4 separate regions of the Mus musculus genome follow, and all the other regions are linked to region 3. The links are chromatin contacts, called in public Hi-C and promoter capture Hi-C maps. All regions are on one chromosome and are shown on one strand. The core of a region is the stretch at or near the end of the contact, and the rest is flanking DNA. Distances in the headings are between cores, read along the strand shown. Region 1 holds the start of Sec23b (SEC23 homolog B, COPII coat complex component). Region 2 holds the start of Dzank1 (double zinc ribbon and ankyrin repeat domains 1). Region 3 holds the start of Gzf1 (GDNF-inducible zinc finger protein 1). Region 4 holds the start of Tm9sf4 (transmembrane 9 superfamily protein member 4).

Evidence for each region. Promoter capture Hi-C pulls out the DNA fragments that hold promoters and counts their contacts. A called contact is a pair of places that touch in the nucleus more often than the background predicts.
Region 1: a promoter capture Hi-C map of pre-B cells shows a contact between it and region 3, with 4 times the contacts expected there. The contact joins the promoter of Sec23b here to the promoter of Gzf1 in region 3. A contact is called at or near these places in 3 of 39 promoter capture datasets (cranial neural crest, liver and pre-B cells).
Region 2: a contact with region 3 is called in a Hi-C map of CD4 T cells, with 3 times the contacts expected there. The contact joins the promoter of Dzank1 here to the promoter of Gzf1 in region 3.
Region 4: a contact with region 3 is called in a promoter capture Hi-C map of liver, with 3 times the contacts expected there. The contact joins the promoter of Tm9sf4 here to the promoter of Gzf1 in region 3. A contact is called at or near these places in 2 of 39 promoter capture datasets (liver and pre-B cells).

Annotation. Positions count from the first base shown.
Region 1 is chr2:144,554,655-144,557,799 of GRCm38.p6, forward strand. It overlaps Sec23b (SEC23 homolog B, COPII coat complex component), which reads left to right and starts at 1,575. Exons shown (of 20, transcript NM_001252544.1): 1 at 1,575-1,670. Gm34292 (a long non-coding RNA gene) reads right to left here and starts at 1,981. Exons shown (of 1, transcript XR_003953925.1): 1 at 1-1,981.
Region 2 is chr2:144,525,970-144,528,827 of GRCm38.p6, forward strand. It overlaps Dzank1 (double zinc ribbon and ankyrin repeat domains 1), which reads right to left and starts at 1,445. Exons shown (of 21, transcript NM_172859.3): 1 at 1,311-1,445. It overlaps Polr3f (polymerase (RNA) III (DNA directed) polypeptide F), which reads left to right and starts at 1,776. Exons shown (of 9, transcript NM_029763.3): 1 at 1,776-1,956; 2 at 2,734-2,851. The coding sequence starts at 1,895.
Region 3 is chr2:148,679,255-148,682,481 of GRCm38.p6, forward strand. It overlaps Gzf1 (GDNF-inducible zinc finger protein 1), which reads left to right and starts at 1,866. Exons shown (of 6, transcript NM_028986.3): 1 at 1,866-1,961. It overlaps Gm46771 (a long non-coding RNA gene), which reads right to left and starts at 1,690. Exons shown (of 2, transcript XR_001783505.2): 1 at 1,571-1,690; 2 at 1,024-1,191.
Region 4 is chr2:153,159,638-153,162,855 of GRCm38.p6, forward strand. Tm9sf4 (transmembrane 9 superfamily protein member 4) reads left to right here and starts at 1,664. Exons shown (of 18, transcript NM_133847.3): 1 at 1,664-1,934. The coding sequence starts at 1,920.

The sequences.
Region 1 (3,145 bases), core at 325-2,824, 4.1 Mb before region 3:
ACTCTGTAGACTAGGCTGGCCTGGAACTCACAGACATCTCCTTGACTCTGCCTCCTGAGTGCTTCGATTAAAGGCATGCACCACTATTGCCCTGCAAGTATTCTCTTATATAAATAAAATACTTCTAAATTCCCCCAAGTAAGGACATTCAATCTTGTATATTTTGAACATGCAATTAAAAAAAAATCCTCTCTACAGAAATTACTAGTGTAGAAATAATCCAGGTCCAAAAATTGAAAGGGAAATATTTGACAAATAAAATCATATTAGTGTTTGTTATTTAAAAAGCGACTTCTTTTTTTCAGCGTTAGATATAACGAACATGTATATTTTATTTTACATTTTACCTTAGGAAGAGATAACTGCATTTCCCAAACATAATTTAAGGTTTTAAACATGCCATCATTAACATTGTTATGTTTATGATGATGAGAAAATGTAAATTTATTTTAAAGATTGTAATGCAAACAGTAATATTTTATAGTACCACCTATTTAAACTTAAGTCCCTATGATTTATAGACGTCAAAAAGTTTGATTTAGCCGGGTGTGATGGCGTGTGCTTTTAAATTGAGGAGGCATAGGAAGATAGAAGAAAGCAGGGCTTCCTGAGTTCCAGGCCAGCCAAACCTACAGCTAGGCTCTGTCTTAAAGAAAAGTTTGCATTAGTAGGAAACTGGGTTATTTAATGGGTACTCTTTGAATAACATGTCTTAGCATAACTGTAAGATTTTAGTTGGCGGGATGAAGGGTTGGTTGAGTGGCTATGTGTATACTGCTGGAGTTCAGTTCCTAGCACCCGTGTTAGAGGATACACAATAGATTCTTCTGGCCGCTGCAGGCACTACACACTCGCTGAATTTGCTGCTATTTATTTATTTATTTATTTTTGCCACTTGTAAGAAAGTGTAAAAATGACTGCGGCGGTCACAGAAAAAGCTGTGTTACCCATCAAAACGGACTCTGATAGTTTCCTTAAGTGTCTGAATAAGACCATCCCCAATTACTCACTTCCTTGCTGGGGAATGGCAGGAGGATGTTCACCAGAAACAGTTTTTATTGAGCACAGAAACCACAGCAGCAACGAGAAGGGAAAGTTTTGTACCGCGAAGAGAGGACCCGCACCCGCACTTGCTGAGCTCAAAAAGATCACCAACTAGCGGCCGAGACTCTCTGTCCCCTCCTAGCCCCTTCCCGCAGGCTGAGGGCCTCTCCGGACAACTCCGGGCTACGCGTCCCTCTTCTCGCTTCCCGGTAGCTAGGCGATGAGAGGGACTTCCCCCTGAGGCAAACAGACGTCATGTTGTGTCAGGGCGGTCCCCTGAGGAGTGCTGGATGCATTTGGATGACGGTTCCGCAGGCGCCGAGGTTCTGTGAAGGAGAAAAATTTCAGGATATATTCAAGAAAGTATGTATCCTGAGGAATTCTACATTCTAAAGTTTGTTGGGTGAGAAACCACAGCCTTGCCCTATTCAAAGATGGAGGCGCAGCTTTTCTGACTGTTTCACTTTCTCGGGTCAGCCAGAGAAGCGCTCTCTGATTGGCTAGAGCATGGCGCCGCGAAATGACGTTTCGGAGCGGTGACCAATCGACTGTGAGCTGAGGTGGACTTGGCGGTGGAAGCCGGAGTTGAGCTCTGGTGTCCGTGGGGCGCGGAAGGTTCAGTCCCGGTGAGTGGCTCCGGACAGGTGAGCGGCTGGCTCTGCAATGGTGAAGGGGCGCATAGGAGGAGGGCCGAAGCCAGACAGGCCGAGGCAAGGTGGGCTTGCTTATGGGAAGAATCAGAGAGAGTTGATGACCCAGAAGCCGGCTCAGAGTGACTCGTCCGCGCCGTGCCTGAGAGCCGACGGCCGGTTTCTGACTCCTTAGCCCTCGGAATTGGGGTGTTGGTGGTGGTGACTCGAACATCCGGAAGGACCGAATCCCCATGAAAACCTTGAGTTTTGCTTTGTGATAAGTGAAACCAGAAACCAGATCTTCAGTACAGGATTAGGTATTTAACTGTGTCTACAGATGGTTACTAAGTCCTGGAAAGTTATGTCCTGGAGAGCTTAGAGGGGCTAAGATATTTTATTGGATGCCTTTCTTTTATCCACTCACTCATTCATTCATTCTCTCTTCATTCACTCAGTCATTCATCCATTCGGCTATTTACCTCTTCAGATACCCTTACTCGTTGAGAGTTTGATAGGAGCATTTTTCTCAGCACATAGAATTTAATAAAAATACATAGAACGTCAGAGGATTCATGAATTCACTGAAAGCCTCTGTGGATTACGTGTTTAGGATTAAGAAGCTGGTTTAGAATAAATCGAGGAAAGGAGGCAGTGGGAAATAGGAGCAGGTGTTAATATGTTGATACTCGGGGACTTATACATTTACGTAAAGAACTTTATAGAGGGGTTACCATTATTTAATGGGGTTTGCTGAAGTAACTGCTGGAAATGGCGATGTTAGAATGTGCTGTGACTTATTTACTACCCCCCACCCCCACCCCCGCTCCCAGGCGCCTAAGTGCTTTCTGTGTAGTTAGGGTTTTATCTTCTTGTATTTGCCAGAACTAACAAGTAGATGTGTTAAGAGTTTCAGTTGGAACAGACATTTGGGACTTTGTTGTATAGAGTCTGTATGGTAGAATAATTAATTTGCTTTTCTGGGTATGTAAAATTGTCCTCACCCAAATTATTTGCAGGATATATCTATATATCTATATCTATCCCTATGTAACCCAGGAGGCTTTGTACTCTCTTGATTCTGCCTCAGCCTCCCAAATATGGAAATTACAAGAATATGCTTCCATTCTCATTTCACAGGTTTAGTCGTCGTCTTCTTCTTCTTCTTCTTCTTCTTCTTCTTCTTCTTCTTCTTCTTCTTCTTCTTCAGTTCAGTTTTCTGGCTTTCCTTTTTTTAACAGTCTACTTGCTTAAACATGTCATTTGCATGTGTGTGCACCTGTCAAGCCACTCATAGGCAACTTTTGTGATCTTAGGTCTTTCCTTCCATCTTTTTGTGGGATCTGAGGCTCTAACTCAGGCTGTCAGACTTGCGTGGCAAGCACTTTACCCCCTGGACCAGTTCATTTTGCTTTCCGGATTGGCTTGCTCAGTTGACCTTCAGTCACTCATGTGTCAATGTATTTTCAATC
Region 2 (2,858 bases), core at 195-2,694, 4.2 Mb before region 3:
GCAGGTCCACGGATGAGGCAGAGCAGAATCCACCTCTAACGCTCTGAGCTCAGTTCCCTCGAGATCATTCACTCTTCACTGCCTTCAGCCAGTGCGCGCGCACATGCACACACACACACACACTCACTCTCCTGACTTCAAGGCAACTCATTACATAAGGGGAGCAGGTAACTCTGCACGTAGCATGAATTACTTAGAGCCAAATCTTAAAAGAGGTTCTAACCCCCCACAGTCTCACCTTTGCAAACCACTGCAGTGTATTGTATTTTGGAAAATATACTGCAAAGACTGCAGAGCATCAGCTCTCAATAGAAAGGAAGTTGACATGGATATAAACCCACAACCATCATTTCCTATTAGCTCTGCTATTTTGTAAATAACTAGCAGGGCAGAAACCTTATGGGTCTTTTCTTTGAGGTGGGGAGGAGTCCTCTTAATCCAGTATTTGCAACTTGCACTGTAGCTTCAACGATTGTGGCTACATTATTATTCAATTATAATGTACATATTCATCTCACTTTTATAATCAACATTTTGCATCCTCATTTCGCCCCCCGCTCCCCCGAGACAGGGTTTCTCCGTGTAACAGCCCTAGCTGTTATGGAGCTCTACCTGTAGACCAAGCTGGCCTCCAACTCACAGAGATCCACCTGCTTCTGACTCCCAAGTGCTGGGATTAAAGGAATGAGACACCATGCCTGGCTTACAATTTTTCATGTAACAATTTGTTGTTCAGTGGTGAGGTCATTTTTTTTTAAATGGTAGTTGGAATTCTGATCATGTTGCTGTGAACATGTTTGCGTTTTGACATATCTTGTTCTGGAAAGCGAGATAATTAGAATTAAAAGACGAATTTAATGCCTTTTTGGATTCTTCCAGATTGAGGACCAAGAATAAAAACTACAGGTATCTGACCCTTCAGAAATGACGCTGGATGTAGAGGGATTCGCCTACCTTCACATTTCCCTTCGAGTGAGAGTCAGCTAAAATAAAGATAGCTGAAAACTAGATTCTAAATAAACACCGTTGGTTCGAGACTGAAGTGCTCACGGTTAGCTATTAGCTGCTCTTGGAAACCTGGGGTGGTCACTGGACCTCACAGGAAGGAGACAGAGATGGCTGATTCGCTAGGTCCACACCGCAGCCTGGTGTCAGTGTCATGCCACCAGCATCTCCCAACATCCTGCACCTGAACCATCTCCTCGCTGCCCAAACCAGGACCCAGACCCTGCGTCATGCCCTCGGCCTCGCGAGGCAGTCAGAGATGCCTAATTCCCTCCCAACCCAGTGAGAGATGCCCTTCTCCTCACCCTTCTCCAGCCTCAAGGACAGAGATTAAGGACCCCCGACGCAGCACCGCCGCCGCCAACCCGTTGTCAGGTTTCTCACGGTCTCACCACAGCTCCTCCGCTGCAGCTTGCGTTTCCACAGACGCTGCGAACCGCGCCCCGCCCATCGGGAGCCGAGCAGATGATTGGCAGGGAAATCGACATCCTAGCAACCAGCCCCGCCCTTGTCTCTGGCTGCAGCCTCCGTCTGGTACCCGCCTCCAGATCCTTCTGCGACACTTTCTTGTAGGTGTCCAAGAATATGCCTTCTCGGCGGCTGGAAGAGGCTGAAGGGTGCGTACTGGAGCCAGAGGCTCTTGTCCGACAAGCACTGAAATTTGAGACAACGGAAGGGAGTCGCTGTGGCGACCCTGCCGAGCAAGGCGGAGCAGGCACAGCACGGGCGCCCCAAGCCGATCCGATGAAGAAGGCCCAGCGCGACCGGATGAAGAAGGTCCCTCGCCTCTCTCTCAAGCCTCGGTCCCCGGCGCGCGCCTCCACCGGTTCCCGAGACTTCCAGCGCGCTCCGAGGGGCCACTTTTCCTCTAGTCTCGAAAACTGCCCTCATGGCGGAGGTGAAGGTCAAGGTGCAGCCGCCGGACGCGGATCCGGTGGAGATAGAAAACAGGTACTGCAATAAAGCTAGGCTCCCGACGCTAAGCGAGCAGTCAGCTGGGTAGCGGGACCCCCTTCTCTCTCAGTCCCGCGGGGAGAGGCTGGGGTAGACTGGTCGAGCACGCGGGAGCGGGGTTGCCGGGTGTCTGGGCGACCCCCCCGCCCCGATTAGGGAGAGTAGAACTCTTCAGAAGCTCTAGAGCAGCGGGACAGCTTGAAACGTTGTGGAACTGGGTTCTCCGGGATTCTATTAGAGCACTTGGAACGTGACAGCAGCCAGGGCCAGAAGAGAGACCTGCATTTTCCCTGTAGTTCTTGGACATGTGTTCGAATCCAGGATTGCCCGGTTGCCAAGGGAAGTTCTATAAGAGAACGTTGGGGCCAAATGAGGGTTCAGTTTGTGATTACAAAGGACCATTGAGCCAAGTAGGTTCAGTGAGTGCCTTAACTCCCGTAGTGCACATGTGTTTCTAGGTTATAATGTATTTAAAAGACGACTTTCTCAACATTATTATTGTGGATAATAAGTTTATTACACCTCCAAACAAATTAATCCCTCCAGTTTGTTTGGAGGGGATAATTCTCAAGACTCCAGTTATGGTGAATCACTATGCTGCCCCCCACCCCCACCCCCGAATATTCTATTTGCTTTCTGCCCACAGACCTTGGAGTCACTTTGCTGTACTTATTCCCATTGACAACATTGAGCTTTTTAGCTTGACTATCGTGTATCTTCCTTATTTGCCTTTAAAAGCAAGCAAACATAAACCATTTATACCGTTGTTCCTAGAATTATAGAATTATGCCACCAGTTCCCTCATGGAATCACAGATCAAGTAATTCAGAACGAAATGCCTCACATTGAAGCCCAGCAGCGGGCAGTGGCCATCAATAGACTGTTATCCATGGTAAGGT
Region 3 (3,227 bases), core at 616-3,115:
TCTGCTGGGGAGACTGGGAGTCTAACAGCTGTCTGTTCTCTGTTCTAGGGAAAGTGTTACAGCTCACTGCACAGCAAACCTCACATAGATTTCGTTAGAAAACTCCAGGAGTAAAGCTGCCTCTGCTCCAGGCTCCAGGGAGAAGCAACAACAGTGAGCTGAATCATAGACCGGGGGTGGGGGATGGGGGGTGGGCGGGCGGGAGGAGCTGTTATACCGGATTTCTTAGGGGAGGAGCTTTTCAGGGCAGAGATTTCCGGGGTCAGGATTTCTGGGATTTCAAATCCTGAGCTTGGGGAGCTCAGCGATTGGTGAGTTTTCCTGCTCAGGGATTGGTGGCTTTTCCCCCACACCCCTTTTGTTCACTTGGCCCATGGATCTGGATGGGAAAACTATCCATGCCTCAGGCGGCTTTGGCTGAGGTGACATCTCCCAGAAGCCAGTAGTGGGAGACAGAAGAGGAGGTGCGGTTGTCAGGGCAACTCCTAATTGCCCCCCACCCCCACCCCACCCCCCTGCTTAGGAACGACAATATATACCTTTCCACCAGTCCAACTAAATGCACTCAACTTTCATCCCACAGAAATGTCGGGGCCCCTTGCTGGTCCAATAAAGCAGTCTCAGCCTGTTGAGCTAGAGTTTAAATACTTCTGTCTCATTTTTCGTACACATAGATTTCCCTTTTGAATATGCTCAGTTTATTCACACAAACACTCCCTATAATACCATGCTATTATAAAGATTAAGGGACTCCCAGCTCAGGGTTGGTTCATCAGCATATCGAAGCCTGCTTGGCTCATAGGAGCTGCCATGTGGTTGGCTCCATAACACATCTTGAAAACATTACATTATTTCAAATCACACAAAATGGTTTTACTTATATTCCAAACTGGGTTGTAAATCGAGATTTCATTCTTCTGTGTAGCAAAACAGTTTATGGCTTATCACACACACACACACACACACACACACACACACACGTGTATTCCAAGATATAATCATCAATATCTATTGAAGTCATAGTTTAAACTAACTTCACCTTGTAAGAACTTTTATTTCAGGTAATTGGCTTAATTCAGTGGCTAGATCGCCTCTTTGCAGCAGGAGCTAGTTAAAAGAACAAGGCATTTGGGAAGTTGAAGGAGCTATCAATCTCGTGGGCATTTCTACTTGAAATAGCCGGCTTCCACCCTAGAGAAAGACACGGTCTGTATTAAGACAGAGGCCAGTTAGTTTTCTAGAGGATTAGATATATTTTAAAGGGAGGAAAAAGCACTGTTTCGCTAAACTAAATGTTCAACGAAAGAAGTGACCAGAGACATTCTATTCTCAGCAAGAAGAGGTCTAGCTGGCTGGTGGCAGTAGGGAGGCGACTTCGTAAAGCTTTAGCAGTAGGTGGAAGCATGATCAACATTTACCGGGAACTGGAAGTGTCAGGCAGGATTTTCTAATGACCAGGTTTTAATTAAGATCATGAGTGGGATTTAAAGCGGAATGATTCAAGAAATACAAAGCTGCGCCAGCCTTCCCATCCCACCCCGGCCGTGCCCTACGCCAAGACTTGACCCACCGAGGCACCCCGGAAGGCTAGAAAAATCCTGCTTCCAGCAACCTGCTGACCAATGCCTAGCTGCGCAGCTGGAGCTTGTCCCAACTTTGTCAAATAGCTCTGCCCCCAACCACTGCGGTGTTCTGCGCAGGCGCGGCCTTGGATAGACGCTGGTGGTAAATCCGGGATCTGCTAGCTAGGGGCCCTGCTCAAACTCACGTAAGATCACGTAACCAACGGCCGGAACCGCCTTTGCAGCTGGAGGTGCGCGCGCAGCGCCTTCCTAGCCTACGGGGGGCGGAGCCCACTAGGGGGCGGGGCGCGCTCGTGGCGACCAATCCGCGGACCCTGCGGTCCGCTGTCCCTGCTGGCCTGGGCCAGGGTACGGGTCCGTGGAGGCACTGGCTAAGAGGTGAGCGTGCTGCCGACTGGTTCGTCTTCTAGGCTGTCCTCTGTCTTCTGTCCCTTGGAGCGGCGGGCTGTGGGGGATGTAGGCACAGGACGGGGAGTACGGGGGTGCGGCGGGACAGGCCGAAATGACCACGCAGGCTGGACTCTGGAGGCCGGAGGAAGGGCTGGACCTTGCCGCCAGAGTTCATTCTCCCTGCGGCTTTGGAAGATCATCGGTGGTCCGGGACTCGGGGTAGCCAAGGTGGGGTCAGAGGTGGTGCAGTCAGAGAGGCCACCGACACCGACCTTTATTCCCTGCCTGAGAGCCAGGATCCCTCTAGGGTGGGCAGGCTGCGGAGAACAGCGTCTCCTGGAGGCCTGGCCTGGGAGTCCCGACCCCGGGACTACTAGGCGACCTTGGTGAGGAGGCTAGGCCCACCCTGAGACGGCCGAATGCCAATGAGTTACAATGGAACACAGCTGTCACTAGACCTCAAATAGCCGCTCGCTATGACCGGTGTCTGCCCCCAGGGGAGGTAAACAGGGAAATCTGCTCAGGGCCTTCTTGGCTGATGGTGAAGTCGCTGCCAGATCTCCTGGAAGAACTTCGATTTCCCTTGAGGGACCAGGGCGAGGTGTTAGGAAATCAGGCTGGCCGTATGGGCATCGGGCCAAGAGGGGTCTTCAGCTTTAGTCTTCAGGCTGGGGCCGGGGATTCTGAAGAGCATTGGCCCTTGAGTACTTGCCTCTTGTCTCTCTCATACCAGTATTTCCTTTATTTAAGCTTCCTCTGTAGGTAGGTAGTGTTCCCTGTAGAGTCCCCTTTAGTCAACATGACATTCCACAGGTGCCAAATTTACAATTGCACTCTCTAGGAGTCTTTTCTGTGTTTGAGACTGGAGATTTTGGGTAGTGGTCTCTTGAATGAAATGGAGAGGCAATGGCAGATCCAGGTAGACATATGGAATCCAAGGTGATGTCTAGCGTCAGGTGAAGGAGATCTAGGAATGCTCTGGAGGGTGGAGACTTGGAGACCCATGTAAGCCTGGAAAAGGAAGTTAGATTCAGAGACAGAGGACTCTGAGAAGAGTGCACAAAGCAGAAGACAGGAAGTTGGGCTAGCATTTTGGAATCCAGGACAGGAATCTTGGGGGATATGTTAACTGCAGGGGAATAACCTTTCATTTGGTGAAGCTGGAGTTGAGGGGGTTGTTGACAAACTATAGTTGAACCAAGACGGGCATGAGGCTCCGGTTCAAGATGCCCATCAGCCAGCTAATCATACTGG
Region 4 (3,218 bases), core at 414-2,913, 4.5 Mb after region 3:
CACTCATAACAATCCAACCCAATACTAAATCAACTAGGCTCAACCAAGTAGTTCTTTTGTTCCAAATATCAATAAGGATATTCACATGTTCTATATTTAGTTAGTAGCTTGCTAGGTTTGAACTGCACAAACTTATTTCCTTTATATGTGTAACTGTCAGGTGGGGTTTCTAGAACTCTGTGAGGAATGACATAGACCTGTCTATGCAGCAGGACACCCAGCCATATTTATATCCTTGGGAGGAAGGAGAAGCTTCAAGCCTCTTACAGCCTAGACACAGAAGTGGAAGACACTTATAATTCACTCTATTTGGTCAAAGCAAGTAACTTAACCCCAGCATTCAACAAGAGAAAAAAATTCACCTTTTGACAGGAGAACCAGTATGCTCATAACATGCAAGAAGGAGAGGCTTGTTAGTAGACATTTATGCAGAAAAAAATCCACCACGGTAGTAATCAGTACTGACCACAGTGGTGGTCAGAGCTCAGCTGTTCCTTGCCAAGGTGCAGAAGAGATAACTAAAAATCTTAAGACCAGTTTTGGCACAGTACTTAAGCAATGCTGAGTTTTCTGTTTAGCCCGTGGCTCTCTTTATGGCTCAGGATGGTCTTGAACTCACCATGCCTTCCTTCCTCAGCATCCTGAGCGCAAAAATTACCAGTGTGAGCCACTGAACACGGATAATGATAAAGATGATAGTAACGATGATGACTGAGGCAAGGTCTCACATGTCCCAGGATAACCATGAACTCTTCTTGCTGGACCTTCTGAGTTTGGGGATTACAAGTCCCAGTGCTAAAGATTAGGCAGGCTATCTGCTAAATTAACTATATCCTCAGAACTCATTACTACTCTCTTAACAGCTTTTTGGATCCATCTAAGAAGACCGCACTGGCTCTTTGTACACTTTACAGTGGTATATATGAACCAAACAGTCTTTCTCCATTATGATCCTTTGAGTCCTCCCCAGACCCTTTTAAGTCAATACTGGAAAGTTAAGTTTAAGATGGTTAAGTGACTTGCTTCAAGTCATACATTAAGCCAGTTAGAATGGAGAAGTCCACATTGAAAAATGTCTCCTTTCACTAAGTGTTCTGCTTTTCATTCACTCATTTAACAAAGCATATTGTTTGGGACACCTACCATATGTGTGAAGGAATGTACATACGTTATATAATGACAATTATTTATTGAATACTTTATATGATTGTGTCAGTGGATACTTAACATAAGCCAATTATAAAAATAATCTAGAGCTGGGCGTGGTGGCGCACGCCTTTAATCCCAGCACTCGGGAGGCAGAGGCAGGCGGATTTCTGAGTTCGAGGCCAGCCTGTCTCGGAAAACCAAAAAAAAAAAAAAAAAAAAAAAATCTAGAAATCTCTGCCCCATTTCACTGACGACAAAAACGCAGTGTAAGGGAAAGACAGAGTCCTACCTTCATAGTTATTACGGCCGATTAGTAAGACTATATTATAGTCAAATAAATATTTAAACATATAATTACAAATTACTCTAAATCAGAAGCTGTCAGAGAGGGTTTACCATGCTTTCCGTTTCACAATTAAGGTCCCGGGTAACCCTGGCAACGACTCTTTCTGCCAATACTAAAGAAAGCATCCAGGGAGCGCGCCTATTTCCACACACCCCCATTACCCACAATGCAAAAGGAGTAGGCGGAGGAGCGGGTCTGCCAGAAGTCAATATGGCTCCAATAGTTACACCGTACGTTCTCTTCACCTAGTCAGAGACCTCACTGCCAAGGCCAATCTGCCAAGGAGAAATTAAGCTTCTTTTACCTCCTCACTACTGCGACTACAGAAGAATCTGAAGCCAGGAGTCCCCTTAGTGGAGCTACACTCCGTAACCACAGAAGCACCACTTCCGCTGACGTCATCACGCCGACACGTGGATCCAAGATGGCGGCGGCGATGGTGAGTGAAGGAGACTCCGGGAACCGGAGCTGGAGCAGGGCCCCCCTGGATAGCCCAGGACCTTCCAGCGCCCCATGCCTGGTTCCCAGCCTCCTCCAGAACCCCTGCTCGGGTTACCCTTGACTGGGTCGGCCTCTACAAAGTCCCTTTCTCTAGCCTTGGCATGGCATCTAGGCTTGTCAGGGCCTGGAGTTTTAGGGGAGGTGCCGCTTGGAAGGAAGACTTCGGCTCATGCCTTCACGGTTCTCATTTCAGCTTTCGTTCCCGCCCCTTGTCACCCCTATTTCCCATTTCTTCCCCTCCAGGCTTTGTCTCCTCCCGAGAGGCCCCCGTTATTTCTGCCTTCGCTCCTCCTCCTCACGTTCATACCCAGCTCTCCACATACCCATCAGCCTAACCAGTCTGCGGGTGCCACCTTGCTCGCACCAGCCCGAGCCTTGTCCTTACCTGCACCCTCAGCGGTTCCCATAGCGCATCCCGCTTGATTGCTGCTGTACCAGGGCATCCCATGCCCATCATCCCATCCCCAGGCCCTGCCCTTCTCCTGCCTTTTCTGTCAAAATCTGTCTCTCCTAAAGTGCTTTTATCCGATTGGTTCTTAAACCCCACTGTGCACGGGGATCTTGGGTTGTTGGTGGGGAGGCATGTTTAAATAGTTTCCTGAGCATCACTCCCAAAGATTGCAATACCTTAGGCCATGCTCAGGAATCTATAGTCTCACAAACAGTCCTGTGTTTATAATGGAGGTGGTCCCTGGGTTACCGTTTAAAAACACCTCTGGCCCTGCCTGTCTGTATCCCCCTCCCACTCCACACAGCTCCTTACAGATAAAGGGTCACTATCATGAAGCTGACTAGAATTAAGTCTCTTTGTGGATGAGAGTGGAGGTAATATACCTGTGCCTGAAGGATGAGTCACTAGCTGACTTCTGTTTATCAACCACAGAATTAAGTTTTTGAAGGTCAGATTTTCTAAGAGAAGTTCACCTCAAATTCTGTTTGCCAAGAAATGAGAACAAAAGTCGAAAGTGAATTTTCCTGGGTGGTCTTGTACATTGCTGCCTCAGAAGATAAAATTAATTCCATCGTGGTAGTGAATGACAAGAAAGACTCAGAGAAAAAGCTTGTGACATTTGACTCTACTGAAGGAAAATTCTTGCTTAAGTTATTTGATGTTGGTTTTCTCTAAACAGGGCCAGGTTAATTCATGAAAGGAGTCTGTCCTGTTAGCAGACGGCTGACTTTTTTTTTTTTTTTTTTAAATTAGGTTCCTTGTTTATAACCC